Linked DNA regions of Mus musculus: regions 1, 2, 3, 4, 6 and 7 are each linked to region 5. Evidence: chromatin contacts called from public HiChIP or PLAC-seq, capture Hi-C and promoter capture Hi-C data. All regions are on one chromosome and are shown on one strand. The core of a region is the stretch at or near the end of the contact, and the rest is flanking DNA. Distances in the headings are between cores, read along the strand shown. Region 1 holds the start of Tfip11 (tuftelin interacting protein 11). Region 2 holds the start of Tpst2 (protein-tyrosine sulfotransferase 2). Region 3 holds the start of Fbrsl1 (fibrosin-like 1). Region 4 holds the start of Asphd2 (aspartate beta-hydroxylase domain containing 2). Region 5 holds the start of Mn1 (meningioma 1). Region 6 has its middle 17 kb from the start of Asphd2. Region 7 holds the start of Srrd (SRR1 domain containing).

What was found. Promoter capture Hi-C pulls out the DNA fragments that hold promoters and counts their contacts. HiChIP or PLAC-seq counts read pairs in DNA pulled down with a chosen protein or histone mark. Capture Hi-C pulls out chosen DNA fragments and counts their contacts.
Region 1: a contact with region 5 is called in an H3K27ac HiChIP or PLAC-seq map of the NIH/3T3 cell line, with 8 times the contacts expected there. The contact joins the promoter of Tfip11 here to the promoter of Mn1 in region 5. A contact is called at or near these places in 1 of 39 promoter capture datasets (hippocampal neurons), 2 of 484 Hi-C or Micro-C datasets (both in cortical neurons) and 7 of 115 datasets of contacts at active chromatin or transcription factors (the NIH/3T3 cell line, SST interneurons, embryonic basal ganglia and 4 more).
Region 2: a contact with region 5 is called in an H3K4me3 HiChIP or PLAC-seq map of neural tube, with 3 times the contacts expected there. The contact joins the promoter of Tpst2 here to the promoter of Mn1 in region 5. A contact is called at or near these places in 1 of 39 promoter capture datasets (hippocampal neurons), 1 of 484 Hi-C or Micro-C datasets (embryonic stem cells), 7 of 115 datasets of contacts at active chromatin or transcription factors (VIP interneurons, astrocytes, embryonic forebrain and 4 more) and 1 of 9 other capture datasets (embryonic stem cells).
Region 3: a contact with region 5 is called in a promoter capture Hi-C map of liver, with 2.4 times the contacts expected there. The contact joins the promoter of Fbrsl1 here to the promoter of Mn1 in region 5.
Region 4: a contact with region 5 is called in a capture Hi-C map of embryonic stem cells, with 2.8 times the contacts expected there. The contact joins the promoter of Asphd2 here to the promoter of Mn1 in region 5. A contact is called at or near these places in 1 of 484 Hi-C or Micro-C datasets (embryonic stem cells), 1 of 115 datasets of contacts at active chromatin or transcription factors (embryonic stem cells) and 3 of 9 other capture datasets (adipose tissue, embryonic stem cells and liver).
Region 6: an H3K4me3 HiChIP or PLAC-seq map of forebrain shows a contact between it and region 5, with 4 times the contacts expected there. The contact joins the enhancer-like site here to the promoter of Mn1 in region 5. A contact is called at or near these places in 2 of 484 Hi-C or Micro-C datasets (both in cortical neurons) and 3 of 115 datasets of contacts at active chromatin or transcription factors (embryonic forebrain, embryonic stem cells and forebrain).
Region 7: a contact with region 5 is called in a promoter capture Hi-C map of hippocampal neurons, with 4 times the contacts expected there. The contact joins the promoter of Srrd here to the promoter of Mn1 in region 5. A contact is called at or near these places in 1 of 39 promoter capture datasets (hippocampal neurons), 2 of 484 Hi-C or Micro-C datasets (both in cortical neurons) and 8 of 115 datasets of contacts at active chromatin or transcription factors (the NIH/3T3 cell line, SST interneurons, bone marrow-derived macrophages and 5 more).

What each region holds. Positions count from the first base shown.
Region 1 is chr5:112,324,900-112,327,934 of GRCm38.p6, reverse strand. It overlaps Tfip11 (tuftelin interacting protein 11), which reads right to left and starts at 1,566. Exons shown (of 14, transcript NM_018783.4): 1 at 1,462-1,566; 2 at 265-450.
Region 2 is chr5:112,275,230-112,278,774 of GRCm38.p6, reverse strand. Tpst2 (protein-tyrosine sulfotransferase 2) reads right to left here and starts at 2,030. Exons shown (of 7, transcript NM_009419.5): 1 at 2,004-2,030.
Region 3 is chr5:110,446,674-110,449,756 of GRCm38.p6, reverse strand. It overlaps Fbrsl1 (fibrosin-like 1), which reads left to right and starts at 1,254. Exons shown (of 19, transcript NM_001142642.1): 1 at 1,254-1,877. The coding sequence starts at 1,590.
Region 4 is chr5:112,393,300-112,396,756 of GRCm38.p6, reverse strand. Asphd2 (aspartate beta-hydroxylase domain containing 2) reads left to right here and starts at 1,984. Exons shown (of 6, transcript NM_001357013.1): 1 at 1,984-2,039; 2 at 2,758-2,972; 3 at 3,174-3,297.
Region 5 is chr5:111,415,446-111,418,993 of GRCm38.p6, reverse strand. It overlaps Mn1 (meningioma 1), which reads right to left and starts at 1,694. Exons shown (of 3, transcript NM_001081235.2): 1 at 1,331-1,694; 2 at 1-1,175. The coding sequence starts at 828.
Region 6 is chr5:112,410,398-112,413,693 of GRCm38.p6, reverse strand. No RefSeq gene overlaps it. Among named protein-coding and RNA genes, the nearest start is that of Asphd2, 17 kb to the right of the region's middle. Within about 2 kb of position 2,018, at least 62 of the 459 cell types and tissues checked have an H3K27ac peak or open chromatin away from gene starts, as enhancers often do. A contact at or near this core is called in cortical neurons and forebrain, where this site is marked.
Region 7 is chr5:112,341,437-112,344,815 of GRCm38.p6, reverse strand. Srrd (SRR1 domain containing) reads left to right here and starts at 1,776. Exons shown (of 7, transcript NM_001359388.1): 1 at 1,776-1,941. The coding sequence starts at 1,793. It overlaps Hps4 (HPS4, biogenesis of lysosomal organelles complex 3 subunit 2), which reads right to left and starts at 1,721. Exons shown (of 14, transcript NM_001359853.1): 1 at 1,653-1,721; 2 at 1-772.

The DNA.
Region 1 (3,035 bases), core at 317-2,816, 910 kb before region 5:
GTGAGAACCTGGGGCTAGCAGAAGATCCGCCAGTGTCAAAAAGCTATTAATGAGCCTCATGATCCAACTCAGTAAAGCAGCCATTAAACAAAGGGCAAAATGACCAGCTCCGTGACAAGTGAGACAAGTCAGACCCAGCCATCCGAAGGGGGCCTAACGCACAATGCCTTGTCAGAGTCAATCACCATGCACGCGTGGGGCGGGGCCACAGAATGACAGGCACATATGCCACAGAAAGGAAGCAACAGCTCTAAATGTTATTACCTCAGAAACCAGGTTGGTCTTTTTACTTCTCCAGGAAAAGTTGTATCTAGCCAATTTGCAGTTCCAGGGAAACTTCAGAGCATTTTCTGAAATACTATTTCCACGGGACTGAAGGTTTCCTTCCCTGAACGGCTTCTACGGTACTGGAAGGTTGCAGTCTTTCTGAATGCCACTTTGCAGTCACTCCTAGAGGGTAGGGAAAAAACAGTGTTCTACCCAGGTAGCTATTCATCTCTCTCTCTCATAACTGCATTCATTCAGTTCCAGGAGAAGCTTGTAAGGACTGATTAAGATGATACTTTCGAAAAACAAAAGCTCCAACACTTTGGAGGCAGAGAGGCAGATCCATCTCTCTAAGTTCAAAGCCAGCCTGGTCTCAAAACCGACAAAACAACAACGAAAGCTCCGCTCCCAGTAGGTGCTCAAGAAACAGCACCCTTACATCTTTGACTCTAGCAGTAGGGAGGCAGAGACCAGGGGGGTCTGAGTTCAAAGCCAGCCTGGTCTACAAAGCAAATTCCAGGGCAGCCAGGGCTGGCTGCTAAAGAGAAATTCTGTCTTGAAAACAAAAACAAAAAACAAAACAAACAAACAAACAAAAAACAGAAACGGGGGGAAAGGGAGGAAAAAGGAAAAAAAAAAAAAAGCATCTTCTTCCACTCCATGATCGGGTTTCAGGTTCACACTCATTACAAGTCAGGACTGCGAAGTGAATCCTTCAAAATGATTGTGAAAATCATTAACACTTAACACCCCAGCCTGAGTCTAAATCGCGCCTCTATGAACACCTGTGAGTGTGGTTATCACATTCAAAGGTCCCGACCCGACACTGTGTGCATTGCACAGTAACATCCTCACTATGTGACACCAGTGACTGACAGCGTGAAAACGGCTCCGCGGTGACTAACAGCTCCCCCCCCCCCCCGCTGCTCCTCCTCCTCCTCCTCCTCACTATGCACCGGCGAAACTCAACAGGTTCCGACCCCAGCAACCAGCACATGTTGAGTTTCCTCAAAGGAGCAGGAAGCCCTAGGCCCACTCAATTACAGCACCGCCACCTCCCCAGCACAGGGGACAGGAGACGCTCAGCTCAATGTCAGCAGCGGGCCCGGAGCGCAGGGAAACCGTAAAGCCGTCGTCACGGAGCCTCGGAGCCTCAGCCCGCGCTCCCGGGACGCCACCCCGCCGCCTGCTCACCTCGCTCAGCATCCGCGAGAGCCACACAGCCTTCGCCCAGCGTCCCCGAATCTGCGAGGGTCCCGCCAGCCCAAACCCGGATGTGGCCTTTACCGGCGCATCGGAAATACGTCATCGCTCAGAGGCGGAAGTGGCGCGCTGTTGCCCCGGCAGCGACTTCACGCCGGAGGGGGCGTGTCTGCAACCCGGAAGGGCCGGTGATCCCGCCTCGCGCTGCTTCTGGTTCCCATCGGAACTGAGGCTGAGTGGCCGTCTCGTTCCAGGGCGAGCCGTCGCCAGGCACTGGAGTCTTACTTGGCGTTACCAGCGTCACGAGGACACTGAGAGATTAAAATGTCCTCGCGACCCCATGTCGAGTTCTCTCCAGGAAGCAGTTTTATTGTTCTCCTCTTTGCTCTAGTTATTTCTCTGTCGCTGGGAAAGAACGGAGTTGGGGTTTCTTGTTGGTTTGATTTGGTTTTGGTTTTGTGAATTTTCAAGACAGGGTTTCTCATCCTGCCGTGGTGGCGCACGCCTTTAATCCCAGCACTTAGGAGGCAGAGACAGGTGGATTTCTGAGTTCGAGGCCAGCCTGGTCTACATACAAAGTGAGTTCCAGGACAACCAGGGCTACACAGAGAAACCCTGTCTCGAAACCCCCCACCCCCAAAAAAAAGAAAGAAAGAAAGACAGGGTTTCTCTGTGTAGCCCTGACTGTCCTGGAACTCATTGTGTAGACCAGGTTAGCCTCGAACTCGGGAGATCTGCCTGCCTCTGCCTCCTGAGTGCTGGCCTTAAAGGCGTGTGCCAACGCGACCCACAAAGAGCATATGTCATCTTTTTACACATCTTACAAATCTATACATAGTCTGGTGCCATCTCTGGTTCTGAAACTAATTTGTTTTCTCTAATACCCTAAAAGGCTGGGTCCTGGTGGGTTTTGTTGTTGGCTGGACTTATTTTTGTTTTCCCCTGTCAGCTTGATACACACTAGAGATATCTAGGAAAAGGACTCGGTGCTTCCATCGGATGGCCTGTAGGCAAGACTGGTGTCGTTTGCTTGATTCATGATTGATGTGGGACGGCCCAGCCCATTGTGGGTGGGGCCTCCCCCTGTGGTCCTGGGTGCTGTAAGCACAGGGAGCAAGCCAATAAGCAGCGTTCCCTCCGTGGCTTCTACTTCAGTTCTTTTTAAAAATGTCTTTGGACTGTAATCTGTAAAGCAAATAAATCAGTTTCCTTCCCAAATTGCTCTTGGGTATGGTCTTTACAATACAGCAATAAAACCTAACCAAAAAACATGCAGGAGGATTTGTTAGTGAGGCTCTTGGGGAGTCCGTCAGAGCCAATGTGATACTGTGGGATCAGGGTCCCTTCTTGGGGTTTTATGGTCACGTGAATGAAAGCATCTAAGAACTGATACAGAGAGCTGAGGGCGGGCAGTGGGGCCAGGGTTGGGGGTGGGGGCGGGAACGGCAGGCAAGTTGTAACTCATAGCTGCCGGGAGGAGAACGAAGAAGGGAAGAGGCATGGTGGTGTGGGAGAGCCAGTGTGGAGGTCGGCCACGAGCAGGCAGGGGGCCTTCAGCGCATGAG
Region 2 (3,545 bases), core at 781-3,280, 860 kb before region 5:
GGTTAAGCAAGAGACTGTGCCTCAAAAAACAAGATGAGGCTCGACAGAGAAAGGCATCCTACATCAACTGCCGGCCTCCCCAGACCCTACACGTGCACAGACACACACACCACCCACAATAATTATAAAAGGAGTTCAGTTCTATTGGAAGCTCGATCTCCTAGCTTGCCGGAGGCTCTGGGTTCCACCCCAGCACTGAATGCAGAAGGTGTCACGATGCACACCTGTATAGCACTCAGGAAGTGGAGGCAGGAGGAACAGAGGCTAAAGGTCATCTTCAGTTCCATAGTGACGTGAAGGCCAGCCCGAGTCACAGGAGACCCTGTCTCAATACACACTTTCTCGACGGAGCTTGCACACACACACACACACATGCACACATGAACGCGCACCCCCCCCCTCACTGTGGGAAGCACAGTGACTCTCTTTTATAACCTTACCTCCCCCAGCACAGGAAGAGGGTGGGCAGGTCCAGGCCCTAACCCCAACAGGTACTGAAGCTGTCAACCACAAATCTGCTCACCACTGCTGCTTACTAGCAGGTCCCAGGAACCGCCCGGATGACATGCAGGGTACCCCTCAGAGCACTAATGAACTAGGAAATCATTTATAACAAATGCATTGAAGCCAGGAAGACGCTGATGTTTCAGAAGAAACGAAACATATTCAGAATTTATGGGAAACCTCAAGCCAGGCAAGTGGCACAAGCCTCTAATTCCAGCACTCCGGGGCTGAAACCGGAGAGTCTGGGGTTCAAGGTCAGCTTGAGGTAGATAAGACTTGGTCACAAATATCATCATAACCATCACATTCCAGAGGCAGTAAAGTGGTAAGGCACTTTGGGAGTTTGGCAGCTCCTCAATAGGTTAAACTTTAAAGGGATCCTGAAATTTAGGCAAAACTGAAAAGAGAAATACAGTGTGTGTATTCCCAGCAACAATACTAATCACAGCCATAAAGGAACATCAACCCACTGTCCATCTACAAACCAATGGACTACACACACACACACACACACACACACACAATATCCACACTAGGAAATACTATGCACATGAGGAACCATACACAGAACCACCCAGAGCAGAGAAATCCATAGACAGATAGTAGTGTAGATGAAGGTGAGCCGGGGTCTGGGGAAAGAGGTTTGGGAGTTGAGGGTTAGGGACTGCTGCTTTGGGGGATGTACAAATGTTCTAAAAGTAGACGAGGATCAGTGCGTAATGTGAGCATCCTAAAACCCACCAACCACCTAAAGTTTACTTCCAAAAGAAGATTTATATGGTTAGTGGATCAGACCTTCAGAAAAAGTGTTACAAAAAAAAAAATCCTTAGATACGGTTTTTAAAACAAGATATGGTAAATGGAATGAGCCCAAGGCGAGGCAAGGCGGGTACAGCGGTTCACAAATAACTTAACAGCTTCTTCAGGGTAACGAAACAAACCCAGTTCTGTATGTCCGGAAACAGAGGCTGGAGAAAGGGCATGTCCCCAATACTAAGCCGGAGCCTCCCAGCCCGATCTGCCCCAATGCAGAAGCTGGGCCTAACTAACCATCGGGCATCCCTGCTAGAATGAAAGAAACAAGGGGTTGGGGAGGGCAAGGAACAGTATGAACACCGGGAGCAGTGGGTACAGGGGCAGCCACCTCTGGGGGGAGGGGGGAGGGTCACACGCTCGCTCGCGCGCACAAAACCCCGCGGGAGAGTTTCTGCCCCGTCCTAGCTGTGAGTCCCAGCGCCCGGGCACGTGACCCCAGGCCTCAGTTTCCCACGTGTGAAGCAGGAAGCAAGCAAAACAGGGCAGAGCAAGAGAGGTCTACGCGTTCTTAAGAACCACCGTGGGCCGCGACCTCCGCAAGTTAACTTCCCCGCGGCGCCGCGCGGGTGGGGCTCCAGGCCACGCGCGTCCTCCCGCGGCGACCAGGCCTGTCCGCGCCGCCCACCGTCCGGACCGCGCCACGCAGCCCTGACCTGGTACTGGCCGAGGCCGCTGCCACCTACCGTGCCCAAATCGGCGCCCGCGCAGACTCCGGCTCCCTGCCGGCCGCCAGGGAGGCGCCGCGAGGGGCGGGGCCGCGTGTCGTGACGCAAGGGGCGGAGCCACTCGTGATCACGCCCCTGTCGCCTAGTGCTTGACCACGCCCCCAACGTCTATCGCTAGAGCCGCGACACTCCAGGCTTGCCCAGAGGGTTGGGGGCGGGACCCAGATAGGCCCTGCCCACACGCACGGCCTCCGCCACTCCCCCTCCCCTAGCTTCCCCTCTAGCGCCATGACGCAAGGGGTGTGGCCAAGAGAGCCCGCCCCTTCCAGCGTTGCCCCGCCCTCATCTCCTCCCCGGGGGCGGAGCCCCTGCCGTTAGAGCTTGCTGCTCTGGCTCCTTTAACTACGCAGGGCGTTCCTCCTCTGCACGGCATCCTTGAGGGCGCAGCCACAAGCTGGCGTTCAGACGCTGAGCGGGATGGCTGTCCGTCAGCGCAGGGGTGTGCACTATAGGTACAGGATTGGGTCCCAGAAAGGAGCCAGCCCAAGGTGTGCAGAGCAAAGGAGAAGGTGTAGGCTAGCCTCTCGCTGCGTCCTCTATAGCCTCTGTTTACAGCGCGCGCGCGCGCGCACGAGTTGTGGTGTGTTTTACCATTTTAAAATACATTAGATGGCTCGTTTGGTAAAGACGCTTGCAATCCCCGAAACCCGTGCAGAGATGGAAGAGTAGAACCGGCTCCACAAAGTTGTCTCCGACCTCCACACGTGTGCCTTGACACACAGTAATAAAAATAAATATTGAAAATAAAATCCTGGTGTTTGCGAGATGGCTTAGTGGGTAAGAGCGCCTGCCTCTAAGTCTGACGACATGAGTTCGATGAGGGACCCACATCATACAAGGACGTACCCCTCCCACCCAAACAAATCCTTTGACCTTCCAGGGTGTTGTGAAACCGTATACCCCAAACCTGTACAAAACTAAATGAAATTCATTTTTATACTAGTTACAACTAACACAAATATCTCTACAGGCCAGACAAAGCAAGGCACACAGATATGTGTTTGTCATTCATTCATTCATTCATTCATTCATTCATGTAGTCTATAAAACAGTGCCTGCCCTGTGGGAGATGCTGGGCTGACAAAGTCCCCGTCTTGGTGAAGCCAGTTACCAAAAATGAAACCACACAACATAGCATTTACTGAGTGCATATTTGAGATTTTTTTTTTTTTTTTGTGACTAACGACACAGCTCTGGGAGTTTTATACTATTTATGGGTGAAGAAAGATCAAAGAGCAAGGTCTGCCTGAAGGGGACTTCTGCTCCGCTGAGGGCTTTCTCTGAGCTTTATGATTCCACAAGTAAGCTGGATTCCCCTCAACAAGCCTTCCCAGCAGGGTCTGGAACTGGCCAGGCAAGAGTAGGTTCCAAAACTAGTCCAGGGAGGAAAAAATGAGGTGCTTACCTCATGACCCAAAGCACAGGCAGGGTGGCCTGTGCAACTAGTCATGAAAAGAACATTAGTCACAGCAGGGCCCGGGGGGGGGGGGGGGGCAGGAT
Region 3 (3,083 bases), core at 5-2,504, 970 kb after region 5:
TCCAACAGGGTTCTTTAGCTAGTTAGATGCTAGCTCTGAGTAGTTTTGTAATAAAATCTGGAATGGGAAGAAGAGGGAAGGCTGGCAGGTAGGCTGGCAGGTGTGTTGGTCCCCGTGTTGTTAAGTGAAAGAGCACACTTGTGGATGATAGGCCACGTTCCCAGATGCCCCAAGGGACGTCTTGGCAGAGAGCCTGTGGCCATCTCAGGAGCCAGAAAATGTGCACTTGAGGTCCTGTCCAGGGGCATTCTTCAGTCGTGTCTGCTTCCTTTCAGGGCCTCTGCTGCCCAGATGTAGGCATGGCTCAATGTCACTTTTCACTCAGTGCCCAATGCCCAAGCTGTGACACCTCCCTTCTCTTCATGTCAAATGTTCTCACTGGAGGAATTGCTGAGACTTCGTGCCCAGCTCCAGGGCATCCCAACTGGGGAAGTTGCTGAGGAAACTCACGGTTTTGTCTAGTTTTGTACTTCCTATCGGCGGTCCCCAAGTCCTTGGACTAGTGTAGGCAGGTCTCTAAGGAAAGACTACTTGAGACTGGAGGGTTTGGTTTTCAGGGCGCTACCTAATTTTGCATGGGGACCAGAGTGAAACTGGGCTTGAGGGCTTGCAGGTGGACGATGACGTACGCGCTGCCTCTAGGACTTCAGCACAGTGAGCCCCCAGCACCAACCTACCTACTCTCTCTCACGTGCTTCCACTCAGTTTGCCCCAAGCTACTGTAGGTGCATAGACCCATCACCTCCTACGGGAAGGGCGGAAGGGGAGGCGCTGATCGCCACAAACTCGCTGTAGGTGGCTGGGCAGTACTTGTAGGCGAGCACTAATTGCCTAGTAGGCGTGGTCAACAAGGCGAGGCATGAAGTAGGAGGGATCTGACCATGACTAGGCTCAGCGACCTGCACAGGTGAGCAGGACCGGAAGGCAAGGGCGGGGCTTAAGGAACTGAGAAAGCGTAGACAAGAGAGGTGGAGCCGGGAAGAATGGGGCGTGATCTGACAGGGTCGGGGGGTCGGAATTCTAAAGAGCTGTGCGCAAACGGGTGTGGCCTGTTGCAGGGGCGGAGCAAAGGGAAAGCTTCCCCCCTTTCGGGGGCGGGGCTTAACGTGAAAGGGCGAGGGCCCGCTCAGCGCAGAGCCATTTAGTCCGGAAGGGCGGGGTCAGGGCGGGGCCAGGGTGGGGCGGAGTCGACGGGTCAGCCTCCCCCAGCTGCGCCCGCTTCCTCTGGCACTCCGGCCCGGCGGAAGTGCGTCAGTTGTTATCCGCTCTGGTCGCTGCCACTACTGTGTCTGCCTCACGGTCCCGGTGCTCAGAAGCTCCGCCACCCGCCGCCTTCTGCCGCTGCCCGCCGGTCGCCATGGGCCGTGTCCCTGGGGACCTGGTCTAGGGTCGCCGAGAGACCGCCGCACTCCGATGCGCGGGACCCGGGGTCCTAGCCCGCGCGGCGTCCGGTGCTGAGAGCCCGCGCCCGGCATGCCCGCCCCGGTCCCGAGCCCGCCCCGGCCCCGAGCCCGCGCGGCGCCCTCGCAGCCCGGCGGCACGGCGTAGCAGGCGGTGCGGGGCGCCAAGGTCACCGCCGCGGCGCCGCCATGGAGGCCAAGGTCCGGCCAAGCCGGCGTTCGCGCGCGCAGCGAGATCGCGGCCGGCGTCGGGAAGCCGCCCGGGACGCCCGCGCCCAGAGCCCGTCGTCGGGTGAGGAGCCAGAGCCCAGTCCTGGCAAGGAGAACGCGGGACTCCACGGCGCGCCGCCTCAGCGCCCTACGCCTCTGCGCGCTGCGCGCCCCCCGCGGCGCCGTCGCCGCGAGTCCAGCTCGCAGGAGGAGGAGGTTATTGACGGCTTCGCTATAGCCAGCTTCAGCACCCTGGAGGCCCTGGAGGTAGGTGGGCTGGAAGGCCAGACCCGGGACCAAGGAAACGCATACGTATGCCTCCTGGCCCCGCGCTGCAACCTTGCCAGGAAGAGGACCTGGAGTGAGGGGTGTGTGGGAGGACTTAAACCACGCCACCTAAGCGGGCTTTGCAGCGATCGTTACTTGTTGCCAAGTTATCGCTGCGTCCGGGACCAGCTGGGGATTTGGACATTGTTGGGCCTCGGGGAGGCAGCGACGATAAAATGGACACTTGGGATTCTTCCTGTCCTATGATCTCTTAAGGGTTCTTTGGAGGGAACCGGGAGTCAACTGGCAAACCCTTCTTGGTGATCATTGCATGGGTATAGGTAATAGATTTGCTAAGAATACTACGTGTTTGACTGAGTTGTCGTGCACAGTATTTGCTGAGCAAAGTGTCCTTCCGACCTGAACTCAGGTTAGTAGAAGAGAAGGAAGTGAGAGAAATGGTCAGTGAGTGAGTGAGTAGTCACTGTGTCTCTGGAACTCAAGTGGTTGAAAATGCTGGTCAGGCCTTCAGGGCACTAGCAGAACCTTCAAACCCCTAGCAATGCAGAGATCTCTGTCTGGGTGAAAACTTTGGGGACCACATCTCATCTGCTGGGCTGTGGTCGCAGGGATTACTGCGACCCTATTCACTCTTGCCCTGACTGATACCTGCGATTTCCCAGTTTCAGGCCAAGCTTGAGAAAGGGGAATTGGTCATTGGATATCTAAATGGAGTTTTCCCCAAGTTCATATTCTAACCCTGGGGTCTGCCGGGTCTGTAGAGCTGAGGGTCAGTTGGTGATGGCCACTATGAGTAGCCCTGAGATGGGTTTGTTTGATTCGCATGCAGGGCCGAGTCCCACTTTGTGTTCAGCCCTTGTGTCTTCTGGGGAATATGAGATGAGTTATAGGCCCAAGCCAAAGATCCTAAACTAAGATGATTTTGTGGGGTGTGTTGTATTGTGTCTGGTGCTGATGTGCTAAGAAGACACGAAGGCTTCGGGGTTTCTGCCTTAGTGATGATAATGACACAGCCAGACAGTATGCTAAAGCCCCTACTTTGCAGCCATGGTACCAGAAGTTCCAGATCTGCAATCTCATTTCCTACCTTGCCACACCTGTGTCTGCTAGGCCCAAAAAGAACTCAAAAGAGCCTCCACATCTGTTTAGCCTTCTCCACATTTCTTTTTTTGGCCTCTTTTGGGT
Region 4 (3,457 bases), core at 735-3,234, 980 kb before region 5:
CCTGCAGTGGGCTGCAATGGCCGCCCTCAACAAGACAAGAGGGAGGAGAGTACCATGGCAGCTGGGCTAAAGGCAGGCAATTTAGACTCACCGAGTCCTAGTCTCTGCCCTTCTGGTGACATAGTGGCAGTGTGTCCTCGGCTCTCACCCAGAGTTCCCTCTGCAAGTCCTGGACACTCTTTTCTGGCAGAACTCACCTACTAAGGCCGTTAGAAGCTCGACAGAGATTGGAGTGATTATCATCTTCTGAGACTCTCAGCAATTTAAAAGAACTGAAATGGCCAGAGAGGTTAGCAGAGCCGTGTCTGTAATCTGGCCGCCGAACAAATAAACACGCTTAACAAACATGGAACCCTGTAATCACAGTGGTCACAGATAATTACAAGGTTCGTCGACAGGATTAATTCGTAATGCACTGCAGATGGTGTAGTCTGGGAATGGAACGCATACGGAAGACCGTGTGAAAGACGGTGTTCTTTATGCATAAGGGCCGTGGATGAGGCTAAATTTGGGCAACTTGCTAAATGTGAAGCAGGACACGAGCTGCATGCTTTCTCTAGCCACTCAGAGCAGTTACTCAGAAGGAGCAGGGTTGCCTTCAGCCCTCCGTCGTCAGCCCGGGATCGGCAACCGTCCTTAGTGCATTTTACAGGCTCTCAATCTATGTAAGACATATTCATGGTCTGATCATTTGTTCTCGGCCTATGGCACCGATTGTGGAGGCCCTGGAGTTTACAACGGGAGGTGGGTCTGGTTGCAGGAAGTAGGCGGGAGAGGTGGGTTTTGAAGGACAGACTGACCCTGGTTTTGCCCCAATTTCCTGAGCCTAGATCACACGCTTACAAGTGTAGCATCCCTCCATGCGTTTTCTGCCATAACGGACTGAAAACTTTTGACCTGTGAGCCCAGGTGAGCTTTCCCACCTCCATTGGTTTCTGTCAGGTGTCTTGGTGGCGTCCCCGCAAAAGAACCTTGCTGAACCAATGACGCGTTTTGAGTCACTGTATTAAAATAAAAAGTGGTGGTGGGGGGGGGGGGGGATGCTATTCTACTCCTGGAATTGTAACAAGGGCTTAAGGGACTAAGATGGAGACTCCAGGGCATGGAGTGGGTTCTGAGTCAGGAAACAGGGGTCCTGGGTGAAGCAAGTGGGTTCTCTATCACCAACTGTATAAGTGCGAGCTTGGGTGAAGGGCAGGGGGCTTCTGGGACAGACCCGAGGTGATTTTATCCTGGACAAAAATGAGGATTCTAGGCCAGGACAAAGATGCATGCTGGGATTGGAAGCAGTAGGTTCGAGGACAGACACAGATGGGCTGTGGGCTGGCATCCCACCCCACGCTCCCAGAACGCCCATGCACTGTTCCAAGGAGCCCACGCTTCCCTGGGCGCTCGCAGCGCGGTGTCCCTAGGCCAGGCTGAGCAGCCCCTTTCCCTCCAGTGAACTGGGCAGAACTGGCCGTGGCTAGCTAGACTGGGCCTCCCTGTGGGCAGGCGCCAGGTCTGCAACAGCTCCAGTCAGCAGCGCCCAGGCGGGGCCGGGAGCCGCGGATCTTCCAGGCTGTTCCATTTGCAATTTCATCCCACGTGTCCGCGGGGCCTCAGAAGTGTGTGTGGGATTCATCACAGGCAAGAGGGGCGAGGGGAAGGACACCAAGGGGAGGAGATGCGGAAGGGAGGACCGAGCGGAGGGGATGCAGGAGGGAGGGAGGGAGGAACAAAGGCGTCTGATAGGCGAAGCCCCCGGACCTGATGCGCGCACCCGATGCTCGGTGGGGCGGGACGCGCGGAGCCCCCCGCGGGTACGCGCGGCAGATGCATGCGCCGGGGGTCCCGCCCCGCCCCGCCGCCCCCTCCCCGCCGCCAGGCGCGCGCGGCATTGTGGGAGTTGTGGTCCTCGGGGTGGCGGAGCGCAGCGCGGGCGGCACCGGCTCGGCGGGGCTCGCGGCTCCGGCCGGGCGGCGGCTGCGGGCGCGGCAGGGGGCGGCCGCGTCCCTGGGGCAGTGGCGTCGCCCGGGTCCCCGCAGCCGCCCGCGCAGGTAAGCGGGGTCTCCAGGGCTGCGGGGCAGAGGAGGACGATGCTAGGGGCGCCCGCGCCTGCATCCCGGGCCGGCCCAGGGCCCGCGGTCGCCTAGCACCGGCTGCGTGCTGAGTGCCTCTCGAGCTGGACCGCGCAGCGCAGCATCACCCCCACCTTTTCTCCTCCCCCTCTTTCTCTCTTTCCAGCTTCCTCCTTCGCCTTTTCCCCTGATCCCCCATCCTCCTCAGCATCACCCACTTTGACCCACCTCCCTGTCCCGAGAATTGTCACGCGCCCTAAACCTCCTTCCCACTTTTCCAGGTAACCCTCACCTCACCATCTCTTCCCCTGACTACCTGCGTTAACGCATCTTTCTGACCTCTTCTGTCGTACTCTCTCCAGGGCCTGTGACACTGGCGGGAGACTGTGAGGAGGAAGGTCCCTAGAGGGGAGGGCTTGTCTCCGGACAGTTCTCTGCGCCCCCTGGTAGAGAGGATAGCAAGCAACACAGCTACCCCCTATCCTCTCCTGTGGTGTGCTGTACCTTGCGGGGGGGGGGGGGGGTTCGGGGTCGCCTGGCTTCACCTCAGGGTGACCCGGTCTCTTTGTCATCAGAAAGCTTCCTGAGCTGGTCATCTGATCCGGGTTAACTGGGTCAAGTGGAGACTGTCTCCCCAGGCATTCCTCACGTCAGAAGTTATCTTTGATCGGACTTGAATTTGTCCTTTATTCCCCAGAGCCGGCTGATCTTTGAGATCTGAGGTTCGGGGCTGCATGATGCCCGTTCCTGATGGGAACTGATCTGTGAAGAGAGCCAGAAGTGTGTGTGTCTACCTATTATCCTGATGCCACACACTCTACCAAAACCAGAGTTTGTTCTCTTGTCACAAATCAGCTCTGGACTTGTGTGTCCCTCCCTGGGCGAAGGGGCCGCCAGCCTCCTGGAACTCAAGTGAGTGGCAGGTCCCAGCTCCTTCTCTTAGTGCTGGATTTGGTCATGTGGAGAGGTTAGGCTCTCTCCTTGCTGAATGTTTACTGCTCTGTCTAAGGGAGGGCTCTTGTTTGCTTTGTCCGGAGCAAGCAAGGCTGTTCTGAGGAGGGGAAGGGCTGGCAGTGGAGAGGTATCCTATCCATCTGCTTTTGACATGAGCAGGTTGGTGGGAACTCGGTTTCTTGAGTCAGTTATTACCACTGACTGGGGCTCAGGACATCCGAAGAAACCTGGCTGATGAAAGCAGTTTTGGAGTTACAGTTTCCTCAGAGTCTATGAACACCAGGTGAGAGTCTCACATAGAATCTTGGGAACCCTGGGCTTTCTCAAAGAGCAGGTGCCAAAAAAGGCACCTTTCTGGGGCTTTTCCCCTTTTTCCTAAAGAGGAAACCGTCAGGGCTGATGGTATCACCCATGGAGGAGGGTGGGTGTTAAGCTTAACACCG
Region 5 (3,548 bases), core at 445-2,944:
CATGGCAGAAGCACCCGGGAAAGCGCCCCCGGGAACCTGGCGACCCGCAGCATAATGTGGCAGCTGCCCTTCAGAGTCAGAGGGTGAAAACATGTCAAAATGTCCTGAGGGCGGCTCGCTCGGGTAATTGTATTCCAGGGAATCTACGGCTCCTTGGTTCGTCACCCTCCGGGGCTCCAGGCTGTGAGAATCCGAGCCGCTAGAGGCGGACAGGCCGTGAAAAGAGGCAGCCCGGTTAGGGCTCTGGTCCAGAGGCAGGCACGGGGCAGGCACGGCGTGGCCCGAGGTGCCCGAACTATGGAAGTCCGGGAGGTTTCCTGGCCGCTGCGGGCCGAAGCCCTCCGGCCCCTGGCTCTCCGCCATGTGCTCATAACTCTCTGCGAAGGGAGGCTGGCTGCCCAGGCCGCCCGCTGCACCTCCGTAGCCAAGCAGCCGGCCCCCGTGCAGACATGAGGCACCTGGATCCGGACCACCGAAGTTGCCCCCAAAGTGGGGGTGATGCTGGTGCGGGTGATGGCCTCCGGGATGGCTGTGGTGAGGCTGCTGACCGCCGAAGAAGCCATGCACAGGCTGCGCCTGCAGCCCCCCTGCGTGCAGCTCGGAGTGGCTGCGCGCATGAAAGCCGTAGGGCTCCATGTTCAAGCCCAAGATCGGGGGTTCGCCCAGAGCGCTTATTGCAGGGTCCACGGGGCCAGTAGGAGGCCCGGCGTGGAAGGCAGGAGCCTTAAAGTGGGCGTTCATGCTCAGTCCGGCTTCGTTAAAGTTCCCCTCGCCCTGACCAGCGTGCCGGCTGTTGATCTGGGGCTCGAATTGGTCCAGCCCAAACATACTTGGCGGGGGCGGGGGGGGCGGGGGGGGGGCGGGAGGGGATCAATAGGGCATGACAGCCTGCTCCGCCGCGCGCCTCCGGCCAGGTACTCGCCTCAGCCGAGGTTCCGGCGCTCCGGGACGTTCTGCACCGCGGGGCGCAGCGCTCACTGCCGCCCGGCCCAGCGCGCGGGCGCTGGCTAGGAGCTCTCTCCGCTGCTCTTCGGAACCTCGAAATCGACCCAAGCGGGCCTCTCACGTCTTGCGAGGCCGCGGCGCCTCCTGGAGCCTTGTCGGGGGGCCCATGCCCCGGGTCGATGGCACGGTCGCGGGTGGGTATGCGGAGAGGAGACCTGGAGGCCGACGAGCTGAGACAAAAAGTTAGATAGGGGGGAGGGAAGGGGACGGAAGAGCAGAATGATCACCTCTGGAGTCCGCGGCGCGGCGGCTGGGGCCGTAGCGGAGCCCCTTGGTCCTTCCCCTGCCCCGAGTCCCCGCTCCCGGGCCGCACCGGCTCCCGCACCTCCGGTCGGCCGCGGGCGATCGGCGGCGAAAGCCTCAGCGGCTCGGAAGACGGGCTGCTCCGCTCCTCATCGCCGGTGCTGGATTCACAGCAGTAGACGCGGGCGCCGGAGCGGGAACGCAGGCTGCGGGAGACGCGCGGCTCCGCGGCTCCGCGGCTCGGGCTCGATCGCCGGTCGCCGCGCGAGTTCGCGGGAGTCTCGGGCCGCGCGCGGGAGGGGAGGCGTGGGGCCGGCGGTTCCGAAGCTGTGGTTCCCGCCTCCGCACTCCACGGGTCCCCTCGGACCCGGGAATGGGCCGCGCGGGCGAGCAGGGCGCGCGGGGCGGGCGAGGCGCTGCGAGGTCCGGGATTCCGCTCCGCGTCTGCCTCTCGCCGGCGCCGGGAGAAGCAGCAACAAGTTTTGCGTTTCAGCAATCCATTCCAGCCATTACCTCTGCACCAATCAGCGCCGCCCGAGCGGGCTCGGGGGCGGGGCTCGCTCTTAAGGTGGTCCCGGGTCCCGGCTGCGCAGGCCCGGCCACCAACCCGCGCTACTCCGGGTCCGGCGCTACGGCGTTGGGGGTGCGCCCCAGGTGCCCCCGGCTGGGGAGGGCGCGAGCCTAGGACGACGGCGGGAGCCAGGCTTTGTCCGCCCCCTTCCCATTCACGCTGTTCTCAACTCCCCACCCCCAACCGGAGCCAGCGCGACCTGCGGGGTGGGCAGGGGGCGGGGAGGTGGGCGGTGAGCTGTGCGGGGCGCACAGACAATGGGGTAGCCTGGCAGAGTCCCCGGACGCGCCAGGGAAAGTCGCTAAGTGTCGCCTGTGCTGCAGCCCGGGGCAGCGCCCCAGGGAGCCGGCCCTGGCAAGTTCACGAGGTGATCGCCGAGGGGAAACACGAAGTAAGGTTGTCTCTGCGACCAGAGACTGGCTCGCTCCTTCCCTAGTCTCCCACCGTCCGCGGCTTCCGGTTCTCTGCCGCTGGCTCCACCGGGAAGAAGCCACGCACCCTCGGCCGCTTTGTGGAGCCACTTCGGGTGAGCCCGGCGCGGGAGCGACGAGGCGAGACAATGCGAAACCCTGAGGAGAGCGACGCGCAAAGGGCGCACGGGGTGGGGGCGGGGGTGGGGGCGACACCTTGCTGCGGCCACAAGCAGGCAGGCCCAGGCCCTGAAGGGCGCGAAGTTGGCCTCCTTAAAAGATCAATTAAACTGAAGAGGTCAAAGAACGGAATTGGATTGTGATACTAAAATCAATAAGAGTGATTTAATACCTACCCTATTTCATATGGAATATTTATCCCAATAATCTTACTTAAAATTGTTTAGATCTTTCTACTCCTCACGGAGTAGAGGCTGAAATCTATCTTGCAATTAAAAGTTAGAAGTTGGAGGTGATAGGAGGTGGAGGTGTTTATTCTGTGGACGCGCGCGCACCCAAGCGCCAGCATGCGTGTGCGAGTTTTCCTCTCAAAGTGTAAGTAGGGGAGGAGGGGCGGAAAGGCTTTTAATTTTCCTTGTCATGAAATAAAGCGAGACAATTTTGCTGGCAAGCCAGGATTCTTAAAAGAAGAGGGGAAAAGAAAAAAAAAAAACTTTCGTTGAAGTGCCCCCGATATCGCTATTAAATCTAAATAAAATTAAGCACGGTGTATAAAAATGCCTTCCCCCCCCCCACAAAAGAAAGTGTTTATCGCCCAAGTCTGTCTAGCGTTTGCTAAATTACGCATGAAATCTGAAATGAAATAAACGTTATAATAAAACCAACCCGGAGCCCTTTTTATTTAAAAACCTCAGATTAAGCACTCCACTGTCGCGGGCATGAGTTAAAAGTTACCGTGTCATTCGCGGCCGATTCATTACTCCCTGGAGCTTCTGAGGAAAGAAACGTTGGAAAATGGGCTCGATTTAGGAAGGGGGGGCAGGAAGCCCCAAGAGACGTCTCAAGAAATCACACACACACACCCAAGACACACACTCTTTCACACACACAAACCCATCCCCCACACACTCACTCACCCCCACCCCCACCCTCACACACTCGAAATAAAAGCTCTCAGGAAGCTGCAACAAGCTCGGGTTTTTCCTGCAGTCTACAGATTTTTTTTTCTTTTGAAATTAAAAATGAAAATTACCCCCACCAAAAAACGGGGCCCATAAATAAGCATTGGGAAGAAGTATTTGTGCAGGGTGGTGGAGTTTTAAAAGGATTTTTCTGCAGGATCAGGTTGTTGGTCTGTG
Region 6 (3,296 bases), core at 769-3,268, 990 kb before region 5:
TCTGTGTGTGTGTCAGTGTGTCTATCTGTATGTATATCTCTGTGTGTCTGTGTCTGTAGCTGTATGTGTGTCTATGTCTGTTTGTCTGTGTGTATCTCTGTGTATCTGTGTCTATGTGTGTGTGTGTCTGTGTATCCATGTCTGTGTCTCTATGTGTGTGTGTGTGTGTGAGAGAGAGAGAGAGAGAGAGAGAGAGAGAGAGAAGGTCATAGGACAATTTGCAACAGTTTGTTCTTGCCTCACACTTGACAGGTTCCAGAACTGAACTCCAGTCCTAGGACTTGGCAGCAGGCATCTTTGCTCACTGAGCCAGCTGACTCACTAGTCCTGCAGCAGGCCCTATGGCCTTCTTGAGATCCACTCACTGCTCTGCAACCTATGGACACCTTTCTGGTGCATATGAACACCTCTTAAGAGGATCAAGCCTATTGTCTCAGTTAAGGTTTTACTGCTGTGAACAGATACCATGACCAAGGCAACTCTTATAAGGATGACATTTAATTGGGGCTGGTGTACAGGTTCAGAAGTTCAGTCCATTATCATCAAGGCAGGAACATGACAGCATCCAGGCAGGCACTGTGCAGGAGGAGCTGAGAGTTCTACATCTTCATCTGAAGGCTGCTAGAAGACTGATTTCCAGGCAGCTAGGATGAAAGTCTTAAAGCCCACGCCCACAGTGACACACCTACTCCAACAAGGCCACACCCACTCCAACAAGACCACGCCTTCTTCAACAAGGCCACACCTACTCCAACAGGGCCGTCAGCCCTGTGTGTGAGTCCAGGTGTTTTTTCCTATGCTTTATTATGTGTGAAATAGATAGGCATTCTAAATGTCACATTCTGGCCAAGTTGGGTGGTACAAGCCTGCAATACCAGCTCCTGGGAAGCTGAGGCTGGGGGATCGCAAGTCTGGGCCAACCTGAACTGTGTAGTAAGTATGAAAAAAAAAAAAGCCATGTGGTGACTGCAATGAGTTTTCAATGCAGGACCAGTCCGGAAGGCAGGAAGTACCCTTTCTTAGTGCCCAGATCCGACATCTTTTCCTGCCATATCTGTGATACACTGCTGCGTGCCCTTTGATGTCTGCCCTTCCCTCACCGTGCCTTTTGCTCACTCTCATGTAACTAGAAAGAAGTAGGGAGTGCCGCCGTGCCCTGTCTCTGTAGCTGATGTGGGTTCTTTGAGGGTGATGGAGTCTTAGCTCTCTCAGTAGGTTTACCTGGGGGTAATCAACAGCCCCCAGAAACACCTCAAGCCGATGACTTAGCCTGCCCTTGTCTCTCACCCAAGAAGAATCAGGGCAAGAAGAGCAAATGTAGTTTTACTAAGGAAAAAAAGTGGCAGGGATTGGGTGGGGGAGCTCTGAGGGAGGAATGCCGAGATGTGGTCTTCCCAATGGCCTCTGGGAATTAGATAGAGGCAGAGATCGTCCTGTGCGGCTGCAGCAGTCATGGCCCCCACATTCTTGGACATTTAAAGGGAGATCACATGGCTGTGGATTGACCAGGAGGTTCCCCCGCAGAATTCCAGAGCTGAGAAAAGACGGGCATTGTCCTCCCCCACACATGCAAATATGCGAAACCCACAAACTCCTAGAGCAATCAGTCCTGCCTGAAATTTGCTGAGAACCAATACCTGGGGCTGCTAAGAATATGTCCCACCAGAAATAAATTTTCCGAGCCAGGCAATGCCAGCCAGTTATGAAGTCGCCCCACCTAGCCAGCTCGACAATCACGGGAACAACACAGGTGTCAGTCACCACACCTGCTCCACTGGTGGCTTCAAAGGCGAAGACATTTGCAACAGTGACTTAATGACGGCTCCCAGGCCCCAGAGGCTGGAGTGGGGGTGGAGCTCATCCCACTCTGCTTCTCTTCCTCGAGAAGGTCAAACTGACATGGTCAGAGGAAACCCCAAAGCACAGTCCTCTCACCGTCTACTTTAACCAACAGACTGACAGGCATTCCCGGGTGGCACCCTATGCGCCGAACCTGCCACCGCCTCTTCAAAACACTGCTGGTTTCCATGGAAACCAAAAAAAGCACTCGGGCTGGGAGAGCTACTGGGAATTGCAAATTGAGATGCCCCAAACTACCCCTGCAGCACATTTCTAAGCCCTCATTTGGAAAAAGAAACAGTAGCTCAGGTTTGCACTGGGGACAGGGGCTGAAGGGTAGGGGGGTGAGGGTGGGGGCACATTAGGAAGCCCTTAAAAAAACTCGAGAGCATTTCCAGCGCCCAACATCCTGTCTGACCCTGGTATACTTTCTAGATTCCAACATCCTAACTGGATTGCTTCCTTTTCAAAAGAAGCTCCCTCCCGGGAGACGCAGAGAGGGTGTATCTGGGATGCACAGGCTTCTGGAGTTAGGGTCCTGTCTGCTGTTTATAAGGCTCATGTTGTGACAAGGCAGCACAGGTCACAATGATGCCTGCGGTCAGGACGCCAACACAGAGTCCTCTGCTGCTGATCTCTCTCCTCCCCAGGCTGAGAGAGGGCTGTTCGCACAGAGATGATTATATTTCTGTTCTCAAAATCCGCTATCTGAGACGGGAATGCAAAATGAAAGGCAAGGGTTTCTACAAACAGATGCCGGGCTGGCGCAGCACAGGAAGGGATTTTAAAAAGACAGCTAAAGACAAGTCATCTTTAAAAAGTTCTTAGAGCAAAGATACAGACCAAAGCTAGGCATGGCAGCACAGACTGTAAGGCCTTGCTTGTGGGGCAGAGGTAGGTGGATCCGGACATGAGGTTAGCTCAGACTACGTGAGACCCTGACTCAAAACAAAGTAGCTAGACAAAGTGAATTTTTCCATCTTTTCTTTTTCCTTTTATGAAGTCCAAGCTTGGCAGCTGGTTGCTTTTCTTGGGCTTGGATACCTTTGTGGGCCATGCATGTGTACCGTGCATGGATGCTATGGACGGATGCATGAGGACCTGACTTCAGTCCCCAGCAAAAAGGCAGGCTTGGTGGCATCCATTTGAAATCCTAGCACTGGGGTGGAAGATAGGAGGATGGCTGAAGATCTCCGCCAGTCTGCCCATAGGATACACTGTTTCAAGAAACAGGCACACGCCTTTAATCCCAGCACTCGGAGGCAGAGGTAGGCGGATTTCTGAGTTCGAGGCCAGCCTGGTCTACAAAGTGAGTTCCAGGACAGCCAGAGCTATACAGAGAAACCCTGTCTCGAGAGAGAGAGAGAGAGAGAGAGAGAGAGAGAGAGAGAGAGAGAGATGGAAGGCATCTGAGGAAAGACACCAAAGTTGTTTTCTGACCTCTACATGCTCATAGG
Region 7 (3,379 bases), core at 527-3,026, 930 kb before region 5:
TGCACTGCTGACAAGTCCAGGAGGACTGGAGGTGGACTAGATTAACTCAACCATCTGTGAGCTGCTTTCAGGAGCATCTGTATGGCTGTCTACACTGGAATCTGTTCCAACTCCCCCCCAGGGAGTGCCACAGCAAGGAGAAGCATGCTGGATGGGCAGGGCAGCTTCTGATAGGATCTCTGACTTTGTGTACAGTCCAAAGCCATCCAGTGAGTTTCTTCAAAAGGTCCAAAGTTCCCAGGTCACACACACACACACACACCAGTATCTCAGCTCTGAGGAAAAACAAAGAATCAATTCTTTCAGAAACCTGTGACCACTCATGTGACCCACAAGGTTCAATAAACACTTGGTTTCAAAGCAGCCTTCAGAGCTTGTGTTTTAGAATAAAAAGAGTTCGGGTAGCAGATACTTCAAAGGCCTTTTTTTTTTTTTCAGCAGAAAATAGCTTTGCAGAAGGGAAACCAGACGACGAGTGTAGAAGGTACTGGGTGTAAGGGACCACACCAGTCAAATGGTCCCAAAATTAAGGAACTGGCACTCAGGAGCCTAATCAGAATGTGCGCAGCCCTTCAGAGTGCAAGAGAGAACTTTGACAGAGGGGAAGACAACTCAGTGTATCATGGAATACTCTGCCAGAAAAGAGTCTTGGCCTCACTCTGATTCTTCGCTCCTCCAAGAGAACTGTCCAGAAACAGGTGGTACAGGCATTAAAATTACTATCCACGAGGCTGAAATTTTCTGACAGTCTTATTTCACTGTGTGGATAACACTGGGAGGAAACACAAAAATAATTTAATCCTTTTCCTTGACAAGCCTTCCGTCATTTTCATCTATAGTCTTTGTTTTGTTTTGTTTATTTGTTTGTTTGTTTTTTCGAGACAGGGTTTCTCTGTATAGCCCTGGCTGTCCTGGAACTCACTCTGTAGACTCAGGCTGTCTCTGCCTCCCAAGTGCTGGGGTTAAAAGTGTGCGCCACCACCACCTGGCTTCATTAAGACTATAGTCTTAATCCCACTTTTCTGGTTAATTCCTTCAAGGACAGGATCTCTAAAGCTGGCCACAATCTGCCACCTGTGGAAATAGTACGTTGAAGTCTCTTAGGGAGGGAGCCAGGCATGGTAGTTTAGGCCTTTTATCCCAGCGCACTGGAAATAGACAGGCAGATTGCTGAGTTCCAGGCAAGCTATGGCTACAAAGCAGGACCCTCTCTTAAAAGCGAGTAAACTCTCTTAGGAAGAAGGAAGTGCCCGAGGGGCATCCCCCACGAACCCGAAAAGGCCTCTTAAATATCAGTCACCTCAACTACACACACCTCGTTCTGCAGCAAACACAGGGCGAGCACACTGTGCAGGGCATCTCTGTTCCTGGAACCACCCCTCCCATTCCCTGAGGCCTGCTCGGAGGACCTAACAGCGAGTTCTCAAAGGTCCCGATGAGGTCAGTGATTGTGTAAGGGACCTAAAGAGGCCATGACACCCTAAGAGTACAGGCAGGGGGACAGTGCGGGTGCGCGCGGGGACGGAGGGAAGTCCCTCGCTGGTCAGGAGCCCCGAACCCTGCGGCCCGATCGCGTGGATCAGGCTCGCCCGCCCGCCCGCCCACCGGGACCCCGGGCTCTGTCTGGCCGCCCGCGGGAAAACCCCCGATACCTGCGCCCGCCCGGCAGCCCCGCGATCACGCGCGGACCCACCTCCCGCCGGTGGGGGCTTGGCGATGACGTGAGGTGTGACGCAGCCTGTGACGTCGGCGGCACGGCGGCCGCTCTGGCGCACTCTGCTGACGTCAGAGCATGGCGGCGGCGGCTCTCGAGCCCTGGAGCGCGGTGGCTCCGCGGAGGAGGAAGCGCGCGGCGGGAAGGCGACCGCGGCCGGGCGAGGGGCCCCGGGCCGAGCCGGAGGCGGACGGCGAAGCGGTGCTACGCCGCCTGCGGGAGGCCGAGTGAGTGCAGCGCCGAGAGGCAACTCCAGCCTCAGTGTCCCTAACCTGGAAATGGGTGTGCCAACCCGCTGGGAAAGGCTGAGTTCTCCCTCCGGTGTCACTGTAGCAAGCTCTCAGTAAAGCTGCCATTCCCATTCGCTGCGGCTGCGGCAGTTTATCATCCTGTGTCCCTGTCTGCCACCTTTGAGATGGGGGTTTAAGCATTACGTAGGGATGCTCAGAGGATTGTGTGATGTGACTGTAGAGCACTCCCTGGCACCCAAGCTCGAGGTGGGGGAGGAGGGTGTCAGAAGGTGCTCAGAAGACCTCTGCTTTCACTGCATAGGTTAGGACAATCAAACTCAAATGTGAGGCTTGGTGGCAAGAACCTTTACCCTATAAATCATCAGCTCTGGATTTGGAGGCGGGATCTTGTACTATAGCTTAGGCTAGCCCAGCAGCCCTGAATTGGAGGATATCCCGTCTTTGCTGTGGGCCACACACCACATTGGTTATTATCCGTATTGTAAATCGAGGTTGCAGCAAACACAGATGTCAACATTTGCATCAATGGTTTACTGAGCAGCAGCTGTGTGCGCAGACTTTTGCAGCCTATGTATTTCACAGGCTCACTGGAATCCTGGGCACTCCGAGAGACATACAAAGATCATTGTTTCAGGCCCAGGCCTTGGTGACTTCAAACCCCATGCTTCCACCTAATCATTATCATGTACTCTATTATGTTACATCCATCTCCCCAGCACTTGGTCTGTACCTTCTTACAGGGCACATAGACGGTGCCCACCATACACAGGCTACACCGTGTTCTTGCCTTTTCTAGTTTTGGTCTTACAGGGCTAAGTTAGAAATGTTGGTAGCATTTTGTATGGGTCAGAAGGGCTGTGATGAGGGGGGCAAGTTACACTTAAAAAGCATTGGTGACCCAGAAGTTACCTCTGAACATAAATTACTGGCGGTGCAGCTGAGAGGACAGATAGAAGCAAGCAGTGCCTTAAAGTCTCGAGATTAGTGAGACATAGGTGTCTAGGACCTGAACTCTTCAAGGCGCACACCAGATAGTCATTGTTTCCTCAGCTGCTTCAGAATCTCCCAGAATGCCCTGCTTCTCCCAGCATCCTTCCAGGGGTGTGGTTATCACTCCTGAGCATAGAGAATCTGATTCAGGGCTACTTAGAATATTACAGAGTACTTTGATTTATCGGGCACTTCTTTCCTTAGAAGAATGTAGGTCGCCTGGGGGCAGTTTCTCTCCTCTTTGTCCCTAAACATTGCCTCTGGCATACTTAAATTCACTGTTGATTGTTCTGCCTTAGGCTGTGGAAACCAGCTGACCAGACCCTTGGACTTCCTCTTTGACCTTCTTTTTACCGTTATTTATAGTGGGGAAGCTATTGAGTTCCTGCTGAGTAGCTCATTCATTTCCCCCTGCTACTCTCCA